Regions from separate parts of the Sus scrofa genome. Here region 2 is linked to region 1. Evidence: chromatin contacts called from public HiChIP or PLAC-seq data. All regions are on one chromosome and are shown on one strand. The core of a region is the stretch at or near the end of the contact, and the rest is flanking DNA. Distances in the headings are between cores, read along the strand shown.

Region 1 (4,628 bases), core at 680-3,179:
ACCATCCTTCAGGACAGAACCAGGGAAACCCAACTCCCTCTAACCAAGCAAGGGTCGAATGCCAGCCTTGGGATCTCCCTCTAGAAGTGAGAACAGCTCCTCTGCCCACTTTGTTCAATTACTGGATTCCTCTTTCTGTGGTACTGACATCAGGGCCATGTCCCAAGGAGCAGAGGAGATCCTCACCCATGCAGGACCCTAGCAGGCTATAGCCTAGCCTTCTCGGTGTGAGCCTGGGAGTCCAGGAAATCCCCCTCCTCACCTTTCCCTTGCTCTCCAGAGAGTCAGACCCAGGCAAAGAGCAAACTGCAAATAAACAGGCACTTCTTTTTTCTGGGATGGATGGGTTAAGTGTACGAAGGAAAATGGGAAAGTGCCAGAAGTCACCAGAAACCTCCAAATCATTGTTTTCTTTCTGATTCCCCCCACTCTTTCCCCTCTGTGTCATGTTTCTTGTTTTCTTATACTCTTCGCCCGACATTTCTACCTCCCTAGTGCCAGATATCACAGGCAGAGGAAGCTTAATACGCCAGCATAATTACATCCAAGCAGCCCCTGGACAGCCCCCAGGGTCCTGGAAGTGAGTTCTGACTTTACCAGGACCCCCAGGGAGTGGCCACTGTGCAACAGTCCATAGAGCAATGAGGGGAATTTGAGGACCAGAGAGGCAAGATGAGCTGGTTATCCCTGATAACAGCCTTTACCAACCACAGGACTTTAAAAATGCCACAAAAATACAGATACATAGGAAAGTTTCTGAAATTATCTTACCCGGGGGGGGCAGAAAAAGGGCATTTCAAAGAAACAAAGGGCATACAAGACATAAAATAAATTATTAGTCCATAGGTAAGAGCCTGGGAGAAAAAAAAAATGAAATGCCCAAGTCATAAATGAACAGCTTGATCATTTTTTAAAAAGATAATGAAATTATCACTTAAATCAAGATGCAGAATATTACCAGCCTCCTTGCACTAGTCCAATCAATACCACCTCCATCGTAAAATAAACACAGTGCTGACTGCAGTCAATATAGAGATTTTTTTTCTAGAAGTTTGGGCACTCTCTATTAAGAGGATCATACAATCTGTAGTCTTCTGCATCTGGCATTACTTATTTGTTGTATGTAGTCATGGTTGGGTTTTTCTCATTGTTATACAGTATTTTAATACATCACAATTTTATTTTCCCATTTCACTGTTGATAGAAACTTGGGTTGTTTCCAGTTTTTGACTATTGTAAGAAACGCTGCTACAAACACTTGTACTACAGTGAAAAATGTGAAGACCTAAAGATAATTGCCTCAAAATTATAAATTCAATCCAGGCAAAGGAAAGAAAACAATCCCTCTTCTGTGTGAATCTCTTGAACAACGACACCCAAAATGGGATATTTTTTGCCTCTGCGACAATTTCCTGTGCGGAGACCTTTTATAAGATGGTGTGGGCTCCAGCCAAAGCGTTATTCTACAGAGAAAATGCTCTTCCAAGCTCTAAACATTTACTTGTCATAAAGTGTTTCTAGTACAGGATCTCTTGCTTCTTAAAGTTCACTCTACGCCACTGCACTTTTTGAAAGACCTACACTAGTGACTGTTTTGCAAACCGAACAAAATCCTAAGAGGATTTCCACTTTGGAAAAAAACATGAGAACAGTGTTCAGCATCTGTTTGGCGGCGGACCCCAGGCTGGGAGAAGGACACCGCCAAAATCCTTCCTTGGGAATAACTCTCAGCATCACAGCATCAGGCTCCCAGAGCTTTCAGCTGTTGTCTGTGAGCATCTGTGCTTTATCTCAGTTTATTTTGTGCATCCATTAGCAAGATGTGTCCTTAGGAAACGGCTTCTTCACTTTAGGCCATGTCTGCTTACAAAGGTTCCCTAGGAACGCTCTACTTTCAGAGAATGGGGGAAACCTGCAGGGTAAGGTACCATTTCACCACTAGAGGGCAAGGGTGACTTCGCAGCACTTGCCTTTGCCAGAACTGTAGTCAAAATGATGAATCACGGGGAGGCAGAAACAAGAAGCCAGAGAGAAAAGGGGTGAGTACTGCAAAACAAAATAAACACTCATAAGCTTAAACTTTCCTGGGTAGGGAGGGTATGAAAAAAAAATCACCCATGAGCCACTATCTAACTTTCTTTCTGTCTTTCCTTTCCCCTTCCCATTTTTAAAAATCGATTCCATGGTCCTCAGTTATTGAAACTACCACTCCGCAGGGTGGGACTGAGTCAGATCTTAGAGGGCATTTTTCAGCGCAACCTAGAGCCTTGGTTAGGGAGAGAGGGAGGTTTATGTAACCCCCAAAGCCTCAGGGGTGCTCAGCAACCAACAGGGAGTCCTGGCACCTCCTCTTCCTTACAAGTCATATTTCTTCCAGAAATAAAACCAGAGTGTTTACTAAAATCAAGGCACTGGTGGGTAAGGCTGCCAGCTACCCCACCTGTCCTCCCTTCATCCCCTCTACCTCCTACAAAGTTCCCCAAGATCACCAATCGAGATGTGTTGTCTTTGGCAGGGTTAGGAGAGGTCGGGAAATTCATTATGAAGCCGAGTTGCCTTTAGACTATTTATAATAAATTTCTACTAGAAAAGGACATTTGGCTGACAACTGTTTTCTTCTGCCTTCGCATGACCAAATACAGTAAGAATTCAAAATGAAAACTGAAAAGCAAGGAAGAAAAGCCTACAGCTGGAGCAGTCTGTTTTCACATCTCACGCTGACAGATGACAAACTCGGAAAGGAGCCCCCTGTGTATTCTCTGTCCCCATTCTTTCCTCCTGCTTCTCCGAAGAGCTAAGAAGCCTTCTCTGTTAGCCAAGACTCCTTTGCGCTGCAGCTTAATTTTCCTGGCGTAATTTTAACTACAGATCATGTCTACAGTGCAGCAATTAATGGATAGCCTAAAGACTTATTATTTCAAACTAATTGATATGTAGGAAAAGTTTAAATAACATAACAGAGAAGGGGAAATTTTAAATGATGTGTGTGCACCGTGAAATTTAGAATTTCTCTCCGTTTTGGAAGTCGCGAAAACAACTGATTAATAAGGGGATGTGACCAAAATGTAGAATCGATCTGAAAATCTTTCCCTGTTGATATTCTTGAGAAGAGAGAAAGATTAGAAGAGAGGAAGATTAGACATTTCAGAAAAAGGGGGTGGGGAGTAGGTCCTCCCTACCCACCTCCCACAGCCTAACACACACACCCCCCCCAGAATGAGGGGATTGTCTGATTGATAAATAAATAAATAAAGGGAGTTCCCACTGTGGCTCAGCAGTAACAAACCTGGCTAGTATAAATGAGGATGTGGTTTCAATCCCTGGCCTCATTCGGTGGGTTAAGGATCCGGCATTGCCATGAGCTGCAGTGTAGACATTGCTGTGTCTGTGGAATAGGCCGGCAGCTACAGCTCCAATCTGACCCCTAGCCTGGGAACTTCCATGTGCCATGGGTACAGCCCTAAAAAGACAAAAAAAAAAAAAAAATTATCTGAAGAAAGAATACTCTTCAAATGGAAAAGAACAGGAACATTTTAAGAAGAGATTGAGACCTATGATGCTAGACTATGTCGGCAATATTTTCAACATCAGAGCTCAGAGTTTGTAAGGAAACAATTCATAGCAATCATAAACTACAGAGGAGGAAACCAAACTACCTTTAAAATGTTCTTTTTCACACTGGATCCATGTCATGAAAATATCTGAATGACTTTAGCCAAGTCATTTAAACTAACCTGTCTTTGGTCTTTTCAAATATAAAATTGCCACATGGATTAGTGACTTTTCAGGACCCATCAGTTCTAACCACCTACTTTATTTAAGCAGCTATACACACTTTTTAATAGATGTTACATCAAGTGTATGGAATTGTATAAATAATAATCCTTAGTTAATGACACCTTGCTCACTGGTTCATGAAAGACCATATTGGTCTGTTTATAAGTACCTGTGAAATAATTATACAACACAAAAAACTAGAACACTGGTTTTTCCCCCCTCTGATACCCCTGCCTCTCTCCCAATCCTCTATCCTCCAAGGTAGCCATTAATCTAAATCTTGTGTGTATAATTCTTGTATCTTTATATTTACATAGGCATAGATATACATATACATTATGCATATAATTGTATATATACATACATATGCATATGGACAGATGTATGCATGCATATCATATGCATATGTAGTCATATAACATGTTTTTATTTTTTATTTTTAGTTTTCAATTTCATAAAATAGCATCATATGCCGTAAAATATCATAGTGAGGTATGATAACAATACACACTAACCCCAACATATGTGCTCATGTATCCATTCTAAGTCACATAAAAGAAACAAAGTCCCTCCACCTGGCCTCTCATCTGCCCCCAGGTGAGCCCAGGCTCACTCACATGCTGGTAGCAAGGTTCAATAAGCAAGAGAGGAAGTATAGGAGGCCTTTGAGAAATAGAACCAGGACAGTATCAGTATCACCTTCATCATATTCTATTAACCCCAAAAAAAAAAAAAAAGCAATCACCATTGAGGAGTGAAAAAGTGTGGCTTTTTAAAAAATCAATCTACCAGACTGGTGATATATGCACTTTTATTTTTTCTCATTTAAACAATTTTCATAAAACTCATTA
Region 2 (4,628 bases), core at 1,166-3,665, 260 kb after region 1:
GCCTCGCTCAGTGGGTTAAGGATCCGGTGTTGGCATGAGCTGTGGTGTAGGTCTAAGACGAGGTTTGGATCTGGCAGTGGATCTGGCTTGGATCTGGCATAGGCCAGCAGCTATTGCTCCGATTAGACCCCTATGCTGGGAACCTCCATGTGCCACGGGTGTGGCCCTAAAAAGCAAAAAAAAACCAAACCAAAACAAAATGAAAAAAATGCATTTATCTTGGAGTACCTGCCGTGGCACAGTGGGTTAAGAATCTGGCTGCAGTGGCTCAGGTTGCTTTGGAGGAGGCGGGTCAAGGATCCAGCATTGCCACTGGATCAGCAATGGATTCAGTCCCTGGACGGGAATTTCCATATGTGGTCATTAAAAAAAAAAAAATCTTTATGAACAAGGGTTTAGATAAGTTTTGGAGCTCTGTTGAAACACTGTCCTCTTTATTAGTTGTCTCAGCCTGATTGATAACTGTCACTTCTTCGAACATAGATGGTGCACCATTTAAATACTATAAACTATCTTGTAAGAACTTTCTTTTAAGAACAGCGTATCTGGGCCAGGCCTGGAACCCTTCACAGACTATGCAATTCCTGGGCAAGAGCTTTGCTTTTAAAGAAGAGCTGAAAAGCATCCTGGGTACTTTTGGCCTGGAGATTCCTTGTAGAGTATGCAAATTTCCCCCAAGGAAAACTGAATTTGCATGCAAAAGCTCTCACTATAATTACAACAATTTACTCCTTAAAAAAAAAAAAAAAATTCAGCTTCTCAGCATGCTAAGTATAAGGTTTTCTCTTTCCCACCAAGACAGGTCTTGCTGAAGGACTGACTGCTGAAAAGCCTCATTCCAGCATCCTAAAGCAGATAAAATGAGACATTATCAGCTTTGAAATGCACAGTGCGTGGAGGTGGGGCAGAGAATTGTGGTCCTGTGTGCCCTGAACATCAGATGTGTGAGTGTGCAAGATACTGTCTGATGGTTTGTATGTGGAAGAAAAAAATTAATGGACTCACTGTAAGCAGGGGGGAAAAAGTTTGGTCATCAAGTTTTCCTTTTTCTGAGGGTGGTGCTTATGTAGTTTAAATTGTAATAAAAATTAAAATGCCTGAAATGTTTGAGAGGTGGAATCCTCTGTTGCTTTAGCTCTTGGGTACTTTCCGGAACGCTTTCTCAGATAGCAACACAAAACCCTGGCAGGCCCCCAGGAGAACATTCTTTGAAGACCTCGCTGGCAACTGGGAATGAGAACGTCACGTTCTGGCCGTGCAGAGTGCAAGCAGGGCCGGCCGGTAGTCTCCGTTCTGAGGTTGCTTGTTGTCCATGTAAAGCATATACTTTTATTATTTTTTTCAGTTATGTTGTAGATGGGCTACCCAAAGAAACAGCTTTATCTTGGTCAGGAAAGTCAGGGAATTGGTGATTTGGGGATAGTCCCATATTACTAGAGATACTTTGATTACCTCTATGGATTGTTCGTTTTCTAATCACCAGTGTTGTTAAAAGGCTCCATTTTGTTGGTTGTTTTGCAGCCCAAGTTGCAAAATTACTAAATAAGTTAATACACCAGATTGCTCAAGGAATACCAAAATAATTAAACCTCCATTTGATTCTGAACCACTTTGTGTCCCTGGGTCATTAGCAATATGCATTAATGTAGAAGTCTAGTTGTTGGGGGTCCCTGTGGCTGCAGCATGTGGAAGTTCCCGGGCCAGGGCTGGAACCTGTGCCACAGCAGTGACAGTGCCAGATCCTTAACTGCTAGACCACCAGGGAATTCCCCGGGGGTCCCTGTTAATAGAATGCCCAACAGATGGAGTCAGGTGGCTATACTGGAGGGCCAGAATCAAGCTGACAACTTGACTTTTGCTCAAGATGTGATGTCTAGTCTGGAGGGGCTTATATCTGTTGGAGGCACAGATTTCTGATGATTCAGACTTGACCTAGGACCATGCATACTAAAGTGTTCAGATGTTAGGAAGCAGGTGCTAGGGACAGAGAAGAGATGAGGATAACTGGATTGCCGAATTCTGAGCTAACAATGACTGGCTCAGGTAGCATTTGCAGGGGAAGTTCGAATGAGAGAAAGTGCACAGCTAGAGGGTTCGAGGTGAGGGTGCATGTTAACCTTGTCAGGGAGGGAAATGATAGCTAATCTGGGTTCCCTGAATGAAGAGGAGGTGGTAAATACTGACACTGAAGCTTGTTCCAAAGGCTCAGCCTCCCCCCTTCTCCTACTGTTCAGCCAGGAAATGATGAGTGATGACTGTCACTCGAGATGAGCCAAGAAGGAAAAGGATCAAGTTCTGTTTGTGCGCTGAGGAAGGAAGCAGCTTAGAGCAGCGGCCAGTGGGAGATTCTCACAGACCTGGGTGCCAAGGCCTCTCCTCATGTCACCCGGAGTCCTTGCAGCATGTCTCAGCTGCCTGCTTCCCCAATAAAAGGCTGCTTTCTGGAACCCTTTTGTGGCACTTGGGGAGAATTAACATAGTTTCCTGAGATGCCTGAGTGGTGACATTTCTTCCTGTCCAAGCACACTGCTGTGAAAGGACATGCTTCCTCTGATGGCCTTGACTGACCTCATAGTTAGGGGCTGGTAACCTGGGGGAGGTGAGCTGTGACACCAGCCTTTGGCTGCTGATGTTCGGCCATAAATTCGTTACCGTTGACTGAACTTCACCTAGTATCTGGCCTCACTGGCCCTCTCCCTTACTCTCCTACTTAATGAGGCATTACTTTTGCAAACAGTATCCTTTATGGGCCTTATTTTGCTTGAAGAAAGGTGAAAGACGTCATAGATTTTTCTGCTCTAGTTGCCTTTTTTATTTTGAGTAGTGAACCTTAGTCTAAGGGATTAGTTCCTCTGTGGAAAAAATGAGTCTGTGGACTACTTTAAAATTTCCATAAATTCTATTTTATCCATTTTTTATTTTTTGCTTTTCATGGCCGCACCCACAGCATTTGGAAGTTCCCAGGCTAGGGGTTGAATCAGAGCTGTAGCTGATGGCCTATGCCACAGGCATAGCAACGCCAGAACCAAACCACATCTGTGACACCACAGCTCATGGCAACACCAGATCCTTAACCCACTGAGCAAGTCCAGGGATTCAACTCACGTCCTCATGGATACTGGTTGGATTTGTTGAGCCACAATGGAAACTCCCTATTTCATCCGTTTTTTAAATCCTCAAGTAATCAAAACCACAACAGTGCCTGATGATTCTCAAAGAACTTGACATGTGAACATTTAAAAAAATTAATTTTTTTTTTTTTTGGTCTTTTGTTGTTGTTGCTATTTCTTGGGCCGCTCCTGCGGCATATGGAGGTTCCCAGGCTAGGGGTTGAATCGGAGCTGTAGCCACCGGCCTACGCCAGAGCCACAGCAACGCAGGATCCGAGCCGCGTCTGCAACCTACACCACAGCTCACGGCAACGCCAGATCGTCGACCCACTGAGCAAGGGCAGGGACCGAACCCGCAACCTCATGGTTCCTAGTCGGATTCGTTAACCACTGTGCCACGACGGGAACTCCATTTTTTTTTTTTTTTTCTTTTTGCCTTTTCTAGGGCTGCTCCCGAGGCATGTGGAGTTTCCCAGGCTAGGGTCGAATTGGAGCTGCCACTGCTGCCCTACACCAGAGCCACAGCAACAGGGGATCCGAGCCACGTCTTTGACCTACACTGAAGCTCATAGCAACACCGGATCCTTAACCCACTGAGCAAGACCAGGGATCGAACCTGAAACCTCATGGTTCCTAGTCGGATTCGTTAACCACTGCACCATGACCGGGAACTCCAAAATGTTTTTATTTATTTATTTTATTTATTTATTTTTTTTTCATTTTTTTTATTACTCAAATGAATTTATCACATCTGTAGTTGTATAATGATCATAACAATCTGATTTCACAGGATTTCCATCCAAAATGTTTTTAAAAAATTAGATAAATAGGTATTTCTAGGTATCATATGTTTACAACTCTCCCCAAACACAACTTAAATATTAAGAACATTTTTACACCATAGTGCTCTATGAATAATAGAACTAAAAAAATTTACAGTATAATCAACATGTAACCATAGTGTAATTAACTCAAAATTATTCAGTTATTTGAATTATTGGCTGGACTCTTTCATCCTAGGTAATACTTGTAGACAGCATTTTGCTGTTCCGCATTGATAAAATTTATTTGGAATCACGTAGTGTAATTTTAGGCCCTAAGTCTGGTCTTTTTCGATTTAGAGGACGTTTTCTTAACTAAATATTAAACATGACTTAAAGTAATGTAACAAGTTTGGAACTCTCGTTAATAACTAATATCACTTTTGTGCATTTCCAAAGCCCCACATGAACCACATGTTTATAGTTTAAAAAGTGACCATATATGCAATTTTGTATCATCCTTCACTTAAAATTGGAAAATTGGCATTTCCAGTGTTGCACTCCACTTGTGTGTATTTGTGTATATGTAGGGCTTCCAATCTTTTATGAAAGAGGATTAAAAATTATGATTCTATCAGTAGACTCATTACCCTCACTCCACTCAATTTCTCTCAGTCCCCAGAAGTAATTCTCTCAGTCCCCAGAAGTGTGCTATTTTTCTTTTCTGTTTATATTTTTATACTTTCTTTTTTTGGGG

The links. HiChIP or PLAC-seq counts read pairs in DNA pulled down with a chosen protein or histone mark.
Region 2: a contact with region 1 is called in an H3K27ac HiChIP or PLAC-seq map of skeletal muscle. The contact joins two enhancer-like sites. A contact is called at or near these places in 3 of 47 Hi-C or Micro-C datasets (epiblast stem cells, heart right ventricle and retroperitoneal adipose tissue) and 2 of 2 datasets of contacts at active chromatin or transcription factors (alveolar macrophages and skeletal muscle).

Annotation. Positions count from the first base shown.
Region 1 is chr17:17,710,837-17,715,464 of Sscrofa11.1, forward strand. The region is part of intron 32 of PLCB1 (1-phosphatidylinositol 4,5-bisphosphate phosphodiesterase beta-1); the gene reads left to right. Among named protein-coding and RNA genes, the nearest start is that of PLCB4, 200 kb to the right of the region's middle. Within about 2 kb of position 1,930, at least 22 of the 83 cell types and tissues checked have an H3K27ac peak or open chromatin away from gene starts, as enhancers often do. A contact at or near this core is called in skeletal muscle, where this site is marked.
Region 2 is chr17:17,967,421-17,972,048 of Sscrofa11.1, forward strand. The region is part of intron 2 of PLCB4 (1-phosphatidylinositol 4,5-bisphosphate phosphodiesterase beta-4); the gene reads left to right. Among named protein-coding and RNA genes, the nearest start is that of PLCB4, 54 kb to the left of the region's middle. Within about 2 kb of position 2,416, at least 21 of the 83 cell types and tissues checked have an H3K27ac peak or open chromatin away from gene starts, as enhancers often do. A contact at or near this core is called in skeletal muscle, where this site is marked.